Regions from separate parts of the Macaca mulatta genome. Here region 2 is linked to region 1. Evidence: chromatin contacts called from public Micro-C data. All regions are on one chromosome and are shown on one strand. The core of a region is the stretch at or near the end of the contact, and the rest is flanking DNA. Distances in the headings are between cores, read along the strand shown. Region 1 has its middle 22 kb from the start of ACYP2. Region 2 overlaps PSME4 (proteasome activator subunit 4).

What was found. A called contact is a pair of places that touch in the nucleus more often than the background predicts.
Region 2: a Micro-C map of CD4 T cells shows a contact between it and region 1, with 13 times the contacts expected there. The contact joins two enhancer-like sites. A contact is called at or near these places in 4 of 14 Hi-C or Micro-C datasets (CD4 T cells, fetal cortical plate, fibroblasts and 1 more).

The regions. Positions count from the first base shown.
Region 1 is chr13:70,557,793-70,563,177 of T2T-MMU8v2.0, forward strand. No RefSeq gene overlaps it. Among named protein-coding and RNA genes, the nearest start is that of ACYP2, 22 kb to the left of the region's middle. Within about 2 kb of position 2,084, at least 5 of the 40 cell types and tissues checked have an H3K27ac peak or open chromatin away from gene starts, as enhancers often do. A contact at or near this core is called in CD4 T cells, where this site is marked.
Region 2 is chr13:70,747,073-70,752,457 of T2T-MMU8v2.0, forward strand. The region is part of intron 20 of PSME4 (proteasome activator subunit 4); the gene reads left to right. The region is part of intron 1 of LOC144333772 (a long non-coding RNA gene); the gene reads right to left. Among named protein-coding and RNA genes, the nearest start is that of GPR75, 54 kb to the right of the region's middle. Within about 2 kb of position 2,574, at least 6 of the 40 cell types and tissues checked have an H3K27ac peak or open chromatin away from gene starts, as enhancers often do. A contact at or near this core is called in CD4 T cells, where this site is marked.

The DNA.
Region 1 (5,385 bases), core at 834-3,333:
GATGACCTTGGAACAGAGACTTGAAGGAGGTGAAAGACATTATAAACCCCTTTGAATTATTGCTTTTTAATTATGTTCATGGATTACTTTGCTAAAAATAATTGAAAAAGATTCCTTTAAAAATAAAATAGTTCAGGCCAGATGTGGTGGCTCATGCCTGTAATGCTAACACTTTGAGAGGCTGAGGCAAGAGAATTGCTTGAGGTCAAGAGTTCAAGACCAACCTGGCCAACCATAGTAAGACCCCATCCCTATTTAAAAAAAAAAAAACAGATTAAAAAATAACAATAAAAAAAATAAAATATTTTGCCTGGCCATGGTGGCTCACACCTGTAATCCTAGCACTTTGGGAGACTGAGGTGGGTGGATCACTTGAGGCCAGAAGTTTGAGACCAGCCAGGCCAGTGTGATGAAATCCCATTTCCACAAAAAATACAAAAATTAGCTGGGCATGGTGGCACATGTCTGTAGTCGTAGCTACTTGGGAGGCTGAGGTGGGAGGATTGCTTGAGCCCAGGAGGCAGAGGCTGCAGTGAGCCAAGATGGTGCCACTGCCTTCCAGCCTGGGTGATAGAGCAAGACAATGTCTCGAGAAAACAAAAAACCCACACACACAGTTGGGCTGGGCATGGTGGCTCATACCTGTAATCCCAGCCCTTTGGGAGGCCGAGGTGGGTAGATCACCTGAGGTCAGGAGTTTGAGACCAGCCTGGCCAACATGGTGAAATCTTGTCTCTACTAAAAATACAAAAAATTAGCTGGGCGTGGTGGCATACACCTCTAATCTAAGCTATTTGGGAGGCTGAGGCAGGAGAATCGTTTGAACCTGGGAGGCGAAGGTTGCAGTGAGCCGAGATCGTGCCACAGCACTCCAGCCTGGGCAACAGAGTAAGACTCTGTCTCAAAAAAAAAAAAAAATTTTTTTTTTCTCCCCACCATGTCTCCTTCTCTGCCTACCAAAATCTTCCTTTCTTTTTCAAGCCAACCATGAGTGATCCTGCCTTCATGAGGTCTTTTTCATCCACGGCCAGAATTAACCACTTTCTTTGTGGTTTTTGTACATTGCCAGTATCTCTAACATGTACTTCATTCTCCTATGTAGGACAGCTCTTCATAGCTTTACTAAGCATTTTACTTTTCATTATTTTATTTACACTTCACAATGATATTGAGTATTTTTTTGTTTGTTTGTTTGTTTGTTTGTTTTGTGACGGAGTCTCGCTCTGTCGCCCAGGCTGGAGTGCAGTGGTGCCATCTCGGCTCACTGCAAGCTCCGCCTCCCAGGTTCCCGCCATTCTCCTGCCTCAGCTTCCCGAGTAGCTGGGACTACAGATGCCCACCAACACGCTCAGCTAATTTTTTTGTATTTTTAGTAGAGACGGGGGTTTCACCGCGTTAGCCAGGATGGTCTCCATCTCCTGACCTCGGGATCCGCCCACCTCGGCCTCCCAAAGTGCTCGGATTACAGGCGTGAGCCACCGCGCCCGGCAGAGTGGTTTTTATTTAATATCATTGTTATTCCCACTTGACAGATGAGAAAACTAAGTCTCTGAAAGAGGAAGTGACCTGTACCCAGACACAGAAAAAGCACCTGAATTCTAGGCCACATCCTCTGAATCAAACATTATTATTTCTCTCTGCCTCACTACCTCTTTATCTTTAGTTGTTTCCAAGAGTCTTGTTTTAATGTTAAAATTAGATTTGAGTCAAAGTACTATCTGCATACGGTATTAATTTCGGTAGTTGAGAAGATCTTAGAAGGAAAAGCAAGTCTCCCACCTAATCAATCCGCAGTCACATTTCGCAGAGACAATATTCTTTTCATAATTTCTATTTTTAGTTCTTCCGGCGGTTGTCTGTGTAACTCTAGAGAATATGCTTACACCTTTACATATTGATTTTTATCACCCTTAGATATTATCTGCTGACTTCCTCCTGTGAAGGGGGAGGACTTACCTCATTTGCATTGCCCTAATGTCTTAGGTTAGGTTTCCTGGGAAACTGACTCTCAGGCAGAGACTTACGTGTAGGAGGCACACAACTCTGGAGCAGTGAAGGCAGCAGAAGTGAGCTGCAGGAGGAGTTGACCTGCTGTGCAATTGACAACAGAAGCCTCAGCCCAACCAGCGGGAGCTTAGAGCTCCCTTCAGGGTTGTCTACGCTGAACCCCACCATCAGTGGGTCATTGGATGCAGGCTGTGGGACATAAGCTTAGAAAGCCAACTCTCTTTGGCTGAGGACAATTCTAGAAGAACTTAAGGTAGGTTGTCAAGCAGCCAGTACTTCTGGCAACTGGAGAATGAACATCATGGTCCTAAAGTGAGCATCTGAGCAGAGCACCATGGCATGCATCACTGTACACCCTCTATGTCACTGGAACCCACCTGCTTTTATAGTAAGTTCACCTTATTAGAGATTAGCTCCCCTGGATTTCTGGTTTGTTCCTTCATTAGGAGAACTTTACAATAATGTCAGGGGGCCAAGTTACAGTCTTTCCCTCTGCAGCTGCTCTCAAAGTCACATCTGAAACGCTCCATTTCCCTCCTCCACTACCAATTCTAGATTCCCCTCACCCTCAGCTAGCACCTCTGCTGCTCCAGATGGCTTAACTGGTGGATGACTCCATTCCCCATCCCTGGTAAATCTTAGCTCCTTGTCACCCAAACCTGTTTCAAGACTGATTATAGGATAATATAGGTTGGCTACATTGTTGACTTACCATCACAACTGGGCAGGGGAGAAAGAAGAGATGTTCCTATGGATCAGCGAGTGTCAAACATAGTCTTCTCTGTCCCACCATGAAGGAGAAATCCCAACTTCTCCTGATTACCAGGATCCATTATTCCTGCTGAAATGTGGTTCCTGTCCCTACTCTTCCCTCTTTTATAACCCACTTGTAAATGAAGGTGCCTGTGAGACAGCTCTATTCTACTGTTCCCCAGCACTGCAAATTCAACATCTTCAAAACTGAACTGACATTTTTTTCTCTTCCTTAAACTGCTTTTCCTTCTTCATCCATCCAGCACCTCTGCTGGAAACCTGGTTCATCTTTGGGTCCTCCAACTCCCTCACCCTCTATAGCTACCTTATAGCTCTGTAAAGTCTCCCTCGTGAATGGCTTTTAAATCAGCCTCACTCTCCTTCCCCACAGTTGCTGCCCTTGTCCGGGCACCCATACTTTATCACACGGACTATTACAAACACTTTCTTTCTCCAATCTTGCTCGTACTCCTCCCACCAGCACCTCTGAGGTATGAAAATAAGGAGAAACAAAGAGACCTGGAACTGGAAATGTCTCTATCTAGAGGGACATTTAAAATCAAGAGAGTTGGCTGGGGATGGTAGCTGACGCTTGTAACCCCCGCACTTTGGGAGGCTAAGATGGGTGGATCACTTGACATCAGGAGTTTGAGACCAGCCCAACCAACATGGCACAACCCTGTCTCTACCAAAAATACACAAATTAGCCGAGCATGGTGGCACACACCTGTAGTCCTAGCTACTCAGGAGGCTGAGGCAGGAAAATTGTTTGAACCCAGGAGATGGAGGTTGCAGTGAGCCAAAATCGTGCCACGGCACTCCAGCCTGGGTGACAGAGTGAGACTCTGTCTCAATAAATAAATAAATAAATAAATAAATAAATAAATAAATAAAATAAAATCAAGAGAGTGAGATGTGCTCCAAAAGGGACTTAAAAAAGAGATAAGGGCCTCTGTAGAGGCCATTAAAGAAAAAAAAAAGCTCTTTTGTTATTTACCTTCATGAATATAAATATGCTCATGCTGCAACATTTTTTATCATCATTTTTCCACGTTAGAAAGTATATATTGATTTCCTACTATTTGGAAAATGAGGATTTAGCTTTCTTCCTGTGTTCCCCACCCCAATATACACTTGCTTTCCCCTGTCCTCCAACATAGTTATGTTACAGATGTACTAAATCAATTTTCAGAGATTGCTTCTTTTCATTTGATAAATACTCCTTTGATCTGCTTTGAAATTTTGAGTTAAGACATAAAATAACCCCCTTTGTCCTTTTAATCATTACAGGCAGGCTCTCGTAGGTGTTGCATTTTGAGAAACATTAGTAGAGTTTCTTCTCTGCCTATTTTAAAAATAGAAAAATCTATTTTAAATAAATCAACAATTATGTCAGCGCTCATTGTATCCAAGGCAACGTCATGGAAACAAAGATGTCTAGTGCAGAATTCCTACCCTCAAAACACCAACATGTAGATGGTAAAATCATCCAAATACATGGAAAACAGGAACAAGTCTATACAAGTGCTGTCCGACAGATCCCAAGAGTCAGAGGAAGAAGTCCCATGCATGGAGTGGTGCGGGACAGTGTTACAGAGGAAGGGAACAGAGTTGAGGGATTTGATAAGCTGCAAAGGAAGACAGGGCAAAAGGCAAAGAGGAAGAGGAAGAGTGGTCCAGGCAGAAGAGAATCCTAGAGTACTCTAGGCACAATTGGCAAAGGCAGGAAGGGAGGAAACACCGTTTCATTTTGTTTTGTTTTGAGATGGAGTCTCACACTGTCGCCCAGGCTGGAGTGCAGTGGCGCAATCTTGACTCACTCCAAACTCCACCTCCTGGGTTCAAGCAATTCTCCTGCCTCAGCCTCCTGAGTAGCTGGGACTTCAGGCATGTGCCACCATGCCCAGCTAATTTTTGCATTTTTTAGTAGAGATGGGGGTTCACAATATTGGCCAGGCGGGTTGCGAACTCCTGACCTCAAGTGATCTGCCTGCCTCAGCCTCCCAAAGCTCTGGGATTACAGGTGTGAGCCACCGTGCCTGGCTGAGCAAACTTTTTAATAGTTAAAAAGTCCTTAATTCAGTGGGAAAAAATGCTGAATTATTAGGTGACTTGATGAACATTTTAAAGAAATATTAGGTTGGTGCAAAAGTAGTTGCTGTTTTGTTTTGGGACTGCATCTCACTCTGTTGCCCAGGCTAGAGTGCAGTGGTGCAGTCACAGCTCACTGCAGCCTTGACCACTGGGGCTTAGGTGATCCTCTCACCTCAGCCTCCTGAGCAGCTGGGACTACAGGCATGCAACACCATGGCCAACTAATTTTTAAATTTGTTTTGTAGAGACAAGGTCTCACTATGTTGCCCAGGCTGATCTCAAACTCCTCAATCTTCCTGCCTCAACCTCCCAAAGTGCTGGGATTACAAGAGTGAGCTACTGCACCAGCCATAAAATACAGTTTCTATGTTGGAAAATAGTAATAAACTTAATAACCAGGAGATATACATATCTGAACTTCTGGCCTCAAGCAATCTCCTCTCCTGTCTTGGCCTCACAAAGTGCTAGAATCACAGGCACGAGCCACTACACCTGGCCAACATTTTTAATATCAAAAATAAATAGTTAGTT
Region 2 (5,385 bases), core at 1,324-3,823, 190 kb after region 1:
CGGGAGGCGGAGCTTGCAGTGAGCCGAGATCGCGCCACTGCACTCCAGCCTATACGACAGAGCAAGACTCCGTCTCAAAAAAATAAAAATAAAATAAAAAAACTTAGCACGTTAGTTGCTCCATAGGAAATGGGAAAATGTACTAGGTCAGGGAGAAAATGAAACACATAATTGTTATATGAATATTTTAGTGTAATGTCTTAAGATGTCTGAGGAAAATATCTATTGTTAATAACAGTTTGGCTGTGGTATTAGGAGACATTATGCATTTTCTGAAATACCAGCCCAGTTTTTAGAAGCACATAGCAATTCATGATTTTTTTTTTTTTTTTTGAGACAGTCTTGCTCTGTTGCCCAGGCTGGAGTGAAGTGTGTGATCTCAGCTCGCTGCGACCTCCACCTCCCGGGTTCAAGCGATTGTCCTTCCTCAGCCTCCTGAGTAGCTGGGATTACGGGCACCTGCCACCACACCCAGCTAATTTTTGTATTTTAATTTTTTTTGTGGTGGAGTTTCGCTTTTGTCACCCAGGCTAGAGTGCAATGGCGCTATCTTGGCTCACTGCAACCTCTGCCTCCCGGGTTCAAGCTATTATCCTGCCTCACCCTCTCAAGTAGGTAGTATTGCAGGTGTATGCCACCACGCCTGGCTAATTTTTTTTTTTTTGTATTTTTAGTAGAGACAGGGTTTCACCATGTTGGCCAAGCTGGTCTCGAACTGCTGACCTCAAGTGATCTGCCTGCCTCGACCTCCAAAAGTGCTGGGATTATAGGCGTGAGCCACCACATTCAGCTTTATATAATTCTTTTTTAAAACATTTAAATTTATATAAATCTTAGGTAAAATTCTAGCTGGTATAATTTTTTTTGTCAGATTACTCAGTATTAAGATTGCCTTGTGTGTGTATTAGTAGTCTTTGTCTTCTGGAAGAAAGAGTACAGTGATTAAAAAAAAAACCAACCAAACAAAAAAACCCCTAGAAGCTTAGTTTACTTCTTTTTTTTTCTTCTTTAAAAAAAAAATAGAGACAAGGTCTCACTATGTTGCCCAGGCTGGTCTCTGAGCTCAAGTGATCCTCCCACCTTGGCCTCCCAAAGTGCTAGGATTACAGGTGTGAGCCACCACACCGGCTTTTTTATTTATGTATTTATTTTTTTAGTTCTTTTGAGATAGGGTCTTGCTCTGTTGCCCAAGTTGGAATGCAGTGACACAATCTTGGTTCACTGCACTCTCCATCTCCTGGACTCAAGTGATCCTCCCACGTTAGCTCCCAAATAACTGAGGCTGTAGGCGTGGGTCACCACGCCCAGTTAATTTTCGTATTTTTTTGTAGAGATGGGGTTTCGCTATGTTGCCTAGGCTGGTCTCAATTTCCTGAGCTCAGGTGATCCACCTGTCTCCACATCCAAAAGTGCTGGGATTACTGGCAGGCATGAGCCACCACGCCCCAGCCAAAGCTTAGGTTACTTTTTAGTTTTCCTGTGAAAATATCTAACTTAGTCCTAATAGGGTATGTGGGATGGTCTTAAAATCTCATTGTTCAGGGGAGTGGCTACTAAATGGGAAGACCTATCTTCTGTGCTATATTATTATATTAGAGATTGACAAAAAATAAAAAGCCATGTCCTAAGCATAAAAGTAAATGATCTACCTATTGGTATCCACTTTGGAGATCCCGTGTACCTTTGGGCCTTTAGCAATATAGAGTTACTAAATATCTTTTTTTTTTTTTTTGAAACGGAGTTTCACTCTCGTTGCCTAGGTAGGAGTGCAGTGGCACAATCTCAGCTCACTGCAGCCTCCACCTCCCAGGTTCAAGTGATTCTCTAGTCTTAGCTGGGTAGCTGGGATTACAGGCATATGCCACCATGCCCGGCTAATTTTTGTATTTTTAGTAGACATGGGGTTTCAGCATCTTGGCCAGACTGGTCTTGAACTCCTGACCTCGTGATCCACCCACCTCTGCCTCCCAAAGTGCTGGGATTACAGGCGTGAGCCGCTGCGCCCAGCCACTAAATATCTTATACTTACTATAAACTTTACAGTTTCCAAGGATGGATATAATAAAGTAATTGTGGGTAATTAAGCATAAATTTTTTCTTATTTCGTACCATTGAAAACAATTTGAATTTCTAACAGTTTTGTCAGATATCACAGGTTGCTGAATTAATCTTAAAATAAGACCTATTTTGCTCTTGGAACCTTTAGATAGTGTTTTAAGAGAAATATTTGTGGTATAGTTTATACTCATAATTCTACCTTTATAGATGTGGAAGTTGGATTATGTCTTTCCAGAGTCACAGGAATTTTGGACACTTGCCTTTAATCCTGAAATCGTCATTCATTTTTCCTTTTGCAGTCCATTCTCTAAATAATCTTTTAGGTCTAACCAGCTATCACAGGATGCAAAAAACTAACATCTAAAAAACAGGGTTACTCAAGGTAGAGGAGTCATTTTTCATCTCAAAATATTTCTTTACTTTGTGCCCCCTTTCCTCTGATAGATTTATTACGTTATTTTTAGTTAAATCATCCTTAGGATCTCAGCTTTTACTAACTTTTCACTCAAAGAAATTCATACTTAAGGTCTGATAGTGAGACCATTTCATTGATATGTGAAAGGATGTGTTGCTTATGCAATGAGGGGCAGGGCTAGCTAACCTCTCTTGGCACCTCCAGGAAACTACCCAGCTCTGCTGGGGGAGCTGCACACAGAAAAGGAAACAGTTACTACTCCACGGTGAGTAACCCTGTTTTCTCCTTATTTCACCTTCTGACTGTTTTCATTTATTTTTAAAAGCTTGTGTGTCAGACTTGGAAATAGTTCTTGTTTTCAGAGTTAATTTAAAATCTAGCAGCATATAAGATTTCTCTTTGCTTAGCAACTCTTTGTTCACTTGGCAGGGTAAGAGCCAGGTTTTCGTTTGTGTTTGTAGTTATTATTGCTACCTAGGATTGAATTGGATAATAGAACACGAAAATAGGCCTAATTGTCTCTTGTGAAACATTTATACTTTGAAGGGAAAAAAAATCTTTTAGTGGCTTGGTTTTACATCTTTTATGTTTATTTTTATTTAGAAGGGGAAGGATTATTGGGAAGATAGGATGTTCTTTCACTTATACACAGGAAGAATTTTATATTATTGTTTACAGCTGTTTCATGACAATTCACCCAGCCTTCATTTGCATATGTGATTTGTATTATATATTTTGTTTTTGTGTCAATAGTTATTTTTCACCATCCCTTCTTTCCTACCAGTGATTCTTTTCATAGTTCTGCTCTAATCATATCTAAAGAAGATTGCCATCTAGTGGTATGAATACTGTAGTTGTTGAACATTCATAGGTCTTTTTTTAGTGGTACAAATATTTTAATACATTTTACTATAAGTTAGGTGGCCTGGTACTATCTAGAAGCTATGAAGCAGATTTAACTTTATTATTATTATATAGAGGTGTTATTTACAGTATGTTGTGCTGGAATTATTTTTTTGAATTGTATTGTTCCTTAGGTTAAATGATAATATGGTTTATAAAATGAACTAGTGAATGAGTAGGATGGATTTCACATGGGGAAGGGGGAGGTAGTGATGGAATTTGATTTAACTTACATACTATTACTATAGCTTTTAGTCAGAATATAGATCTGTAAGACAGTGCCTTAAGCCTATTCACCTAAGATTATGTGCATAGCTAAAAGCTACTAGAACCATTTTATATATCAGAGATTACATTCTGGGCACAAGTAGATCTATAACGTCACAAAGAGATAGAGTCATAATATTTTACTTGGGTAATGGATAGAGATTTCTTTTCGTAAAAAATCTTCTAAAGGTCAGAAGAGGTAGAGCACTATGGCTCATTCCTATAATCCCAGTGCTTTGGGAGGTGGAGGTGGGAGGATTACTTGGGACCAGGCGTTTGAGACCAACTTGGGCACCATAGCGAGACCCTGTCTATACCAAAAAATAAATAAACAAATTAGCTGACTTGGTGGCGTTCAAGAGCCTGAAGTGTGTGTGAGTCCACTTGAACTGGGAAGGTTGGGGCTGCAGTGAGCCATGATCGTACCACTGCACTGCAGCCTGGGTGACAGAGGGAGATCCTGTCTTGAAAAAAAGTAAATAGCTACACTTGCTGAGAAGCAGTTACTGTAAAACATGCTAAGCCAGTTAATTTGTGGTAGGCAAGAAAATATCAAATTATGGTGGATAAGAATAACTAAAAGCTGTAATGTGTACTACCCAGATATGTCCTATATATAGTCATCCCTTGGTGTAGTTAGGAGATTGGACCCACAGCATACCAAAATCCACTCATCCTCAAGTGCCACAGTAGGCCCTGTAGAGCTCGCATACACGAAAAGTCAGCCTTCCATAATGTGTAGATTTCTCATCTGGCTAATACATTTAGTTGAAAAAAAAATCTGCATGTAAGTAGACCCACACCTGTGTTGTTCAAGGGTCAGCTCTTTGTAGGAGATATGGACGCTGTATTTTAATCCAAGTTTTAAAAGTAAAGGAAGAAGATAAGGCTTTTATTTAAATATATTACTTAATATTTTACAATCTTATACAGGATTTTTAAAAGTAGTCAGCATAAGTGATAATTTTTCAGATTCCCTGGTAACAAAACAATTCAAAGTGTCACATGGATTTTAAGAAATTTGGTGTCAGGACTCTTAGATGAAACTTGTTTGAAAAACTTTAAATTCCCAAATGACAGCTTTTTTGATATAGTAAAACCTATGGAGAATAATTGGTCATAAACTCTTATTTGTATAATATGACTGTAACTAAAGTGACAGTAGTTAAAGTTCATGCTTGACTTAATGTTATATGGCATTAGATACAGACTGGGTAAGCTGCAGGCTGTATATTTCTCCTTCAGAAAACTGTTTATGGCAGCAGTGGGGAGACACATACTCTGATGGCATGGCTCACAGCAAGCACTTCCCCTTGCTCTAACAATGGCGGGGGGGAGGGTGGGAACCCTCTTGTGTTTTATTCTTGTTACTCTTGAGTACAGGCCTTTTCTCTTTGGTGAAATCTAATTTCAGTAAAGACTTGACGTTCATGTAAAGGAATCTGATTTTATTTTCTACTAACAGATTTTGGATACATACATATTTTTGATCATGCAAAAATATATAAGATGCTCAAGTTTGCCAGTAGTTGAAGCTTTATAGAAGGAAAACAAATATTAAGCTTTGAAGTAAGTTAGTGAAAAAGAAGCCATTCTTTGTTTATACTCTATGGGCTTGGTTTTGAAACTTGAGAAGGTATTGTTGCTATCCTCTGTACTGGGTTATGGTGAGGAACATAGTTAAGTAACTGACATTTTAGAAATGTTTTTTCCTATTACCTAAATGCCTGAATTCATAAATT